2 separate regions of the Mus musculus genome follow, and region 1 is linked to region 2. Evidence: chromatin contacts called from public HiCAR-type data. All regions are on one chromosome and are shown on one strand. Each heading gives the region's core, a stretch centred on a gene start, on an enhancer-like site or on the middle of the called end of the contact. The rest is flanking DNA. Distances are from core to core; before and after follow the strand shown.

Region 1 (5,005 bases), core at 2,085-4,584, 2.4 Mb after region 2:
CTCAGCACCCACATAAATGCCAAGTGGGCATGGTCATCCACCTGTAATTCCAGCTCATGAGGCAGAAACAGGGCGATCTCCTGAGCAAAGGGGCTAGCTAGCGAGCTCAGAATTCAAGTGAGAGGCCTTGCTTCAACATATAGGGAAGAAAGCAGTCAAGAAGACACGTGATAGCAACCCCAGGCCTCTAGATGCACATATGCCTGCACACACACACACACACACACACGTACCCATTCACATGTGACCATGCATATAAACATGCAAACATATCAATATCACACACATAAATATGCAATAATAAAATACTAAAACAATGAATTCAAACCAGATCTTCTGATAACTTGGGTAGAAAAGAACAAGTGAGTACCCACAGACACATGTATACCACTATCTCAAGCCCATTAGTAAGCTGGCCTTCCGAAATAATTATCATCAAGATGGCGCCAGGATAACACTAAACCACATGACACAAGCCCACTCACACTCACATGCTCAGAAGCATAACATGAAAATTAGTACTAATTACAATTTATGGAGTATTTGCCGTGTTGTCAGACACTCTATTAAGCACTTGGCATGTATGACCTCCCTTCCTTTCTCCCCGAGAGCCTCTGCAGGATGCATAGGCATCATCACCCTTCACAAAGACACGAGGAAGCTGTGGAAGACACAAATAACCTTAATAACTCACGGCCAGCCACCCACTCACCTGACTCCTCCCAGGTAGCCCGGCTCATCAACGCTTCGCTATGCTGCTCCAACTGATGATACCTTCCTATTGTTGTTGTTGTTGTTGTTGTTTGGGGTTTTTTGTTATTGTTTTTTGAGACAGGGTTTCTCTGTGTAGCCTTGGCAATCCTGGAACATTTTCTGTAGACCAGGCTGGCCTCCAACTAATAGAGATCTGCCTGCTGGGATTAAAAGCGTACGCCACCACAACTGCCCTGGCACCTTCCTAACTTTTTTTTTTTGGACTTATTTATTTTATGTATGAGTACACTGTCGCTATCTTCAGACACACCAGAAGAGGGCATCAGATTCCATTACAGATGGTTGTGAGCCACCATGTGGTTGCTGGGAATTGAACTCAGGACCTCTGGACGAGCAACCAGTGCTCTTAATCACTGAGCCACTCCAGCCCCACCTTCGTAAATTTTAAACATTTCTTTTCAGATAGGGTGTTGTGTTTAGATTTCTTTGGCCAAGGCAGCTTTGAACACCTGACTCTCCTGCCTCCCAGCCTAGGAGCTATGATCATGACCCTGTTCCACCATGCCTAGCTAACTTCATCTTCTTTTAAAAAAAGAAAGAAAGTCACAAAATTCAGACTGTCATCCACTGAGCATAAAGCAAGACAGGAGAAGGTCTCAATTTCAAAATAAAAAGCACCTGAAGTCCAGCAATTCTAAAAGAATAAAAAAAAAAAAAAGCACTAGAAAAAAAACAAAAACAAAAAACAAAAAAAATGGCTGAAAGTAAATTGAAGGCTGTATTTCATAAGAACCTAGAGTCTAAAGTCCTGAGATAAAAATCTACACGGTTAGCTTTTGCTGTTTAAATTAAAGATAGGTAATTTAGATTTCTCCAAGCCCAAAGTAATCTCAAAATCTAAGTGAGAGGGCTATTAGCAAAAACAACCAAACATAGTATGGTAGCCGGGAGGGGTGGTGAACGCCTTTAATCAGATCACCCAGGAGGCAAACGGATCTCTGAGTTAGAGGTCAGCCAGGTCTACATAGTAAGACAGAGTGTGTGTGTGTGTGTGTGTGTGTATTTGTGTGTGTGTGTGTGTGTGTGTGTGTGTGTGTGTGTGTGTGTGGTGCCTTGGGTATCTAGATATATTTCATGAAACACCTCACCAGATAACAAGATGATAATTCCAAGTCCTGACTCGCAAAAGGGAGATGAAAAGGGGCCACAAGGCCACTTTAGGAAAGGGTAGAAGGCAAAAGGTCACCATTGGCCAGGAGCTTGGAGGGACTAAGAGTAGATTGTTCCTACAGGGGCAAGTACATCCTGCTTAATGCGCTGGAAAATAAGAGCAGACAGGCAGGATGGGTTATGTAACTCTGCAAAGTCAGGGGAAGTGTCTGGACTTGACAGAGTAGGGCAAGGTAAAGCCATGCTTTGCTGCTTCTGCCAGAGTTGTGCAAGCAGGATTGGATTCGTTGCGTGTCCCTTAAGGAAGGGGTCCTGGCTTCTGCGCTTGTTCACCAAGCCTAGAATTCCACCCTACATCCTGTGCCCTAATTTCAATTCTGTTCCCTGGGGCACGACTTGGTGGGACCTCATTCGATAAGGTTAACCTGGCATGGTGGAACTTAATTTCAGCAAACTCACGATAGGGAGGAAGAAAAAAACAAAAAACAAAAAACCAACATTTTAAGGAAAAATAAAAATCACAGTCCTATCTCTTCTCTCTCTAGGAGCCGGCAACCACGCTTGGGTATGTCTTATTTCTGAGTGCCTTTTTCTTCTACCCCTCGTGCTTATACGTATATTAAAGTATCGCTTTAGGGGAAAAAAAAAAAAAGTCAAGCAAAGCTGTGCACAGGGTTCCTTCACAAAGCCTCTTAGCACATTAGCTAATGAGCATTAAATGTCCCCACATTTCAGTTTAAACCCCCGAACAGTCAATTGGCTGTCACTGGTACAGCACGCATAGTTTTATCACGAGAAAGATTTCCTCAGTCACTGAAATCGACTTCTTTCGGTCATGACATTGGAAGAGATAGCCAAACTTTTTTTTTTCATCTCAGTGCCAAGGAAACCCACGCTCGTCCGTCTCATCCGATGAGACCCCCTCTGGAAACTTCTCTTCCCGGCCCTTTCCCCTGCAGCAGTCAGTGGCGTTTCCCAGGGGCATCCGCTGCCTCCGAGGAGCCACACAAAATCTGAACCAAGGATCCGGAGCTTAAATCGTCTTGTGCGAGACCGGGGCCGAGGGGGGCCGGGTGGCACCGCGGTGTGACCTCACAGCACCCCTTCCCCGGTTCAGACGACACCCGGGTCCCCACCCCGCGAGGCGGCCCGATACGCACCTGACCAGCGGCTCCTTCTCGGGCCGCGCGGGCTCCTCCAGGCACCGGCACGGGCAGCAGCAGCAGGCGCTCCGTAGCCAGCGGCGCAGCCCCATGGGGAGCGAGGCCCGGCGCCGGGATCCCGGAGCCGGGCGCGCGATGGCGGCGGGGACGCGGGGACGGGGACAGGGACGGCCGCGGCGTCACGGGCCGGGCCGTGCGCATCACGCCGCGGCCGGCCGTGGGGACGCGAGCTGCGCGTTTGCCGCGGGAGCTTTTCCCTCTCTCTTTTAATTCCCCGGGTGCCGCCCGAGCGCATGCGTCCTGCGACGCCCACGGCTGCCCTCTAGGGAGCGAGCGCGCTCCAGGCGCCCCGCAGAACCCCGGAGGTGACCGCTGAGCAGCAGGGGTCTGCTGCGCGTGGCCGAACCCAACTGTCCTTTTAATTGGCTTCTCTGCAAAGGAAATGGTCTCCCACAATACACGCTTTGTAAAAGTTTTTTTATTTTTTCAAACTTCCAGCCCTTGAACACTCTTAGGGGAAAAAAAAAAAGCAACCGCTTGTGAGTTCTACAACTGTTATATTACAAGAGATTTATTTTTGTAAATTACAATGTGAGTGCTGGGAACAGAATCCTGTCTTGTGTAGCGCCATCTACCTCACCAGCCCCCAGAAATCCCACTTTTGTTTTTTTATGTCCAAGCAGCAGATTACCGCACCAAATGTTTGTGGTTTTGTTTTGTTTGGGGTTTTGTTTGTTTGTTTGTTTTTATCTTTTGAAATTAAAACATTGCATTGCCCCACCCACCCTCACCATTCCCTTTCTCCCTCCAACCCTTCCCATGCACACATTTTTGTGCCTGGCTCTTTTCACTGATGTCATGCAGACTGTATGTGTATCTTTCTGTCTTCCTAACGCAGACCTAATCTTACCGATGCCAGTGTTATTTAACCAGACCGTGAACATAATGGTGAACATGTTAACCAATCCCAGCCTTTTGTACTGAGGGCTGCAGTGCACATCCTTGAACTGCTGCACTTGGGAGCTTCTACACCAACTGAATAAAGATGTGGCAGTCGACTTGCTGTGTCATAAGATGCCCCTTTAATTTTTTTTTTAAAAAAGATTTATTTTATACATATGTGAGAACACTGTAGCTGTGTTCAGACACACCAGAAAAGGGCATTGGATCCCATAACAGATGGTTGTGAGCCACCATGTGGTTGCTGGGAATTGAAATGAGGACCTCTGGAAAAGCAGTCATTGCTCTTAACCACTGAGCCATCTTTCCAGTCCACCCCTTTAATTTTAATGAATCCTGCCAAATTGCTTTCCAGTGTGCAATTCAAATTTAGACTCTGGCATACAAACCCTATACTCAATATAAAATACAAGGTGTGATCGCCCAGGGAGTGTCACTATCAGAAAGTGTGGCCCTGTTGGAGTAGGTGTGTCACTGTGGATGTGGGCTTTAAGACCCTCATCCTAGCTGTCTGGAAGCCAGTATTCTGCTAGCAGCCTTCAGATGAAGATGTAGAACTCTCAGCTCCTCCTGCACCATGCCTGCCTGGATAATAAACTGACCCTCTGAACCTGTAAGCCAGCCCCAATTAAATGTTGTCCTTAGAAGAGTTGCCTTGGTCATGGTGTCTGTTCACATCAGTAAAACCCTAAAGCAGAAGGTGTTTTGCTTCTTTGTCTTGCCTTTGCCAGTCTGATTTACTTGAGAAGTATTTAAGCTATGTGTGAGGCATGTTTTAGGATGGGGATACAGCAGTAAACAAGACCAGCAAAAAGTGAACATTCTGGTGAGGGGTGGTTAGACAAGGAAATAAGCACTTTCCAAGTATGTTAACTTTAAGTTAGTTAGACTAGACTAGTTAGTTAGACTTTAAGTTAGTTAGACTAGAGAACAAATAAGGCAAGAAAAGGGATGAGTGCCATGGTGAGGTGTGCGTGCCTAGAGGTCAAACCCAGGGT
Region 2 (4,369 bases), core at 1,112-3,611:
TATTTATAGACAGGGTTTCTCTGTCCTGGAACTCACTCTGTAGACCAGGCTGGCCTTGAACTCAGAAATCCGCCTGCCTCTGCCTCCCAAGTACTGGGATTAAAGGTGTGTGTCACCATGCCTGGCTGCATTTGAATTTTCAAAACATTAATGATCAGGTACATATAGAACATATGTTCAGTTGTAATTGGGTAATACATCTTGGGTGAGTTTAAAATTTGAAATCTACTACGTGGAAGTAAATAGATTAGCAACTCAGTTTCTATCTTGGTCATTTGGAAGCTTGACATAATGGACATACATACATATATATATATATATATATTTTGATGCATGTGTGTAAAATATCTCTTTTCCATTTGCACACCTTTGAATAAACATCTCTGACTTCTCTACCACACATAGTTAATACTGACTGAAGTTTGTATTTCAGGACTCTGTCAAACCATTTCTTATGTCAAGCGCTGGCCATGTCTAAAAGAATTATGCCTTACTAAATAACAATTCCTATATATTAAGCTCTTTAAAATATTAAATTTGGGCTTGTCACAGTCACAATATTTTAAGCATATTTTATTTACATTACTTATTGAAAATATCTGGTGTACTGGAAATGATAAGAATCTTTACATATTTTACTTTCCATTTTTTTTCCATTATTTTATATATAGTAAGGCGGCTCTTATAAGTCTTTATAAGGGAACCGAAAGCCGTAGTTCAAGGAGCCTAACTTTAAGTAAGACAATTAGTAAGCACTAGAATATAAACCTGTTTGTAGAAGATGATACATTACATTCAAAGACAACAGGCTTTGTAGCCGACAGAATAAACATTAGAAGCTCCAAGGGATGGTCCTCCATGTGTCTCTTGTTTCTGCCTGTCCTTTGAGGCATCAGCAGTGCCTGACCATTCCGCACCCAGGCCACTTTTCAGGGTTCAGTTTACAGTCAACCATTTGAAAGATGAAGCCAGATGTAAGCCAATGGATCCCCCATTTTCAGAATTCCTCTTCTGTATTTTTGCTTCTTTGCATTGAATGGGCACTCAGAACGTTTGCTGTGAGCAAACTCTTGAACTCTTCAGATACCATTGTGACCTTTATTCTAAGACGCAAAACCAAGTGTAATGGAAGCAGCTCATATTCCTTATCTCTGTATGCTCTGAATAGGTGGCTAATGCTCTGGTGATTTATAGCTAATAACAACACTTGAGGCAGGTGACATTATCCTCGGGCCTAGGTGTGGCTGTAGACAGGAAGTAATGCAAACGGATTCCAACCTTCAGGTTCTTAGTCACCCCTCTAGAAGTTACCAGTATTTTTTTTTTAATTAAATAAACGTGAGCTTTTATTTAATTATCAACCAGAGTTCATTAAGGAATGTAGAATTAAAAAAGAAAAAGAATCTGAAAGATGGTCTTAATGATGCCTATGTATATACACTATATAAACCAGAAGTTTCTATCACAGCAATGAGACACATGATTGGACAAATTAGTCAGTTCTCTCCTGCCCCCTCCTTCTTGTCCTCCTCGCTATTCCTTCTCTTTCCCCTTTCCATCTCCTCCCTGCCCTTCTTCCCTGCTCCCTTCCCTCTGAGGTAGCTCATTAGTTCTTAACTACATGCCCTATCCCAAATATCACCTATTAGACTTTATGTTAGGGTCATAGGTAGCTCATAATTTTTTATGGATGTGAGTTTACCTCAGCAAAAATCAATGGTATAATTTGATACGACTGGGACTATTCCAAGTCCGTGTGTAGGAAGCCGCGGTCCAAACAGATGTCCACATAAAAGAATTAAAAGATTGCTAGAAAGGATGTAATAAAGGTGAGCACCCCTACTTTTCATTGCTAGGGGTTTAAGGAGCTCCTCAAAAATGGTTCCTAGAACTTTCCCCACTTCTTCTAGAAATACAGAGACAAGTATCCCACCTTTTCTTAAGTCTTCCCTTCCCCAGAAATATTTGAGGTTCTCTACACATCTAAAAATTGAGGACCGACTTTGGCATGTGATAAACAAAGAGTAAAGGAAAGCAATGAAGAAAAAGGAAGCCGAAAAGAATGGCGTTAAAGCAGGCAAGCAAGCAAGCAAGCAAGCAAGCAAGCAAGCAAGCAAGCAAGCAAGCAAGCAAGCAAACAAAATGAAAACAAAAACACCCAAACAAGTAGCTTGTGTAAATGTAATATGAGTCCCTGGTTCTGGGCTTCAGGTCTGCAGTCCAAGCTTCCTGGGGCGTCTGGGGTAACTAGGCAACGCGTTGCCGTAGTAACTGCGGACGCGCAGAGGGCTTGACCGGGGCCTTTTGGTGCCCCGCTGGTCGGGGTGAGGGGTCCCGGGTTCTCGCGAGAGTCGCGACGCCAGTCGGAGGGGCACCGAGGGGCGCAGTTGCAAGCATGGCTGCTCCGTCTGGGGTCCCGCCGCTGCGGGTGCTGGAGGAGCTGGGCATTGGCTTGTCACCCACCGGCGAGGTGACAGAGGCGGTGACCTCCGAGGGCGCCTACTACCTGGAGCGTATCCTTCTGGTGGCCTCCCGGGCGGGCTGGTGACTGACGGGGCCTGCGTAGGGGCTTCCTGTCGGGGCGTCTGTGGACGCCATTGATGGAGTGTCCATGGGACCTCCAGGTGGAGTCCTTGCCAGCCCAGCTCTGTCCCAGCAGAAGCCATTTTAGGAGTGTAGGCTCATCTGTGGTTACAGTCATGAGCAGAGTAGGGAAGCCTTCCAGGACCTTGTAATTTACACCCTGACTTGTAGGATGGAGGCAATTGGCATGAAGGTGGCACAAAAACTCTTCCAACTCTCTGATGAATGGTACACACACACACACACACACACACACACACACACCCTCAGCATACCTTCTTAATAACTTCCATCAGATACTGACATATTAAGGGAGATCTGTATGTACCTTTGGGCACCCTGTGGTCTTGTACCAGGTCTCTCCATAGGGTTGCCTACCTTCCTCTGTAGTTTCTTTCGGTTTTGGCTGTTAAGTGGTAGCACTGTAATACCCTGCCGCCCCCCCCACATTGGGCTAATAAATGTGTGTGGAATGAGCAGGCAAATGCTTGGAAAAAAGCAACAGATCATGATGAGCAGTTATGAATGTAGGTACCAGAAAAAAAAAACGAATAATTTTATATGTATAATTAGGTTCATTAACTCTTTTGTAAGTCTTTAGCCTTCTCTTCTCTAGATAGGAAATTCTGGATTAATGCTCAGTGTTTGAAAATAAGAGCCACATACATACAATAGATAAATGAAAAATGGCTATCTATAAAGATGTTAAAGACAGTAAAAAAATCTATTACTATTATTATTGGAATAGTTATAGTATGGGTTTTTGTTGTTTGTTTGTTTTGTTTGGATTGGTTTTGTTTTTGTTTTGTTGTGTTTTGTTTTGTTTTGTTTTGAGACAGGGTTTCTCTGTGTAGCCCTAGCTGTCCTGAAACTTACTTTGTAGACCAGGCTGGCCTCGAACTCAGAAATCCGCCTGCCTCTGCTTCTGCTGGGATTAAAGGCATGCGCCACCATGGCCGGTTTAGTATCTTGTTTTTAAATTCAAGATCTCATAGATCCAGCAGTGATTCATTTTGGGAGCTTTAACAGGCTCAGTTAAGCAGAAAATATGTAGTATTATATTGGATAAAAATTATTTTTATAGGAGTTAAGTCTTGAAATCAATTTGAAAAAATGTGGGCTGCCTTAGTGTCATAAATGAATCTTTATAATCTGTTTCAGAATGTTCACTTTAAAGTTTAAAAAAATCATGTTATTATGTCTAATTTAATCTGTACCAAATATGAGGGTTTCCAGTGTTCTTCCTAGTGAATTCCAGCAAAACATTTGTAAATTTTTTGTCATGGAAATGATTTCTCTGGGCATAGTTTAGTTATTAATATAAGACCAATTGATAACATTTTGAAGATGTATTTTTAAAGTAAACATAGGATTCTTACACAATAAAACTTTAAACAAAAAATCAGATTTGTGGAAATTTCTAGAAGAGCACTGAATTAAAACTGCAACTTATTTCAGTTTTCACACCCATTTTTAAAAATTTAACATTTTTTTCATGTAATATATTTTGATCATGTTATCCCTTCCTTCCAACTTCTCTCAGACCCTGCCCTTCTCCCTCCCCACCCAATTTTATGGTCCCCCAAAACAAAAACAACAAAAAACGAGAACTGACTAAAAAGTAAAACACAGAACCGCCGCAAAAAGCAAACCCCACAAAATTGAAGTCAAAACTGGTGTTGGCAAAAGACACCCCAAGACCAAGTTCTCAGCACAAGGGAGATTTATTTGCCCCAGTCAGATAAAGGGCAGGGATTAAAAGACAAAGACAAAGATAGAGAACAAG

Evidence for each region. HiCAR-type assays count read pairs that join an accessible place to other places.
Region 1: a HiCAR-type map of astrocytes shows a contact between it and region 2, with 8 times the contacts expected there. The contact joins the promoter of Mreg here to the promoter of Spag16 in region 2. A contact is called at or near these places in 2 of 39 promoter capture datasets (hippocampal neurons and liver) and 1 of 115 datasets of contacts at active chromatin or transcription factors (astrocytes).

Annotation. Positions count from the first base shown.
Region 1 is chr1:72,208,973-72,213,977 of GRCm38.p6, forward strand. Mreg (melanoregulin) reads right to left here and starts at 3,335. Exons shown (of 5, transcript NM_001005423.2): 1 at 3,045-3,335. The coding sequence starts at 3,139.
Region 2 is chr1:69,824,609-69,828,977 of GRCm38.p6, forward strand. Spag16 (sperm associated antigen 16) reads left to right here and starts at 2,362. Exons shown (of 17, transcript NM_029160.3): 1 at 2,362-2,513. The coding sequence starts at 2,396.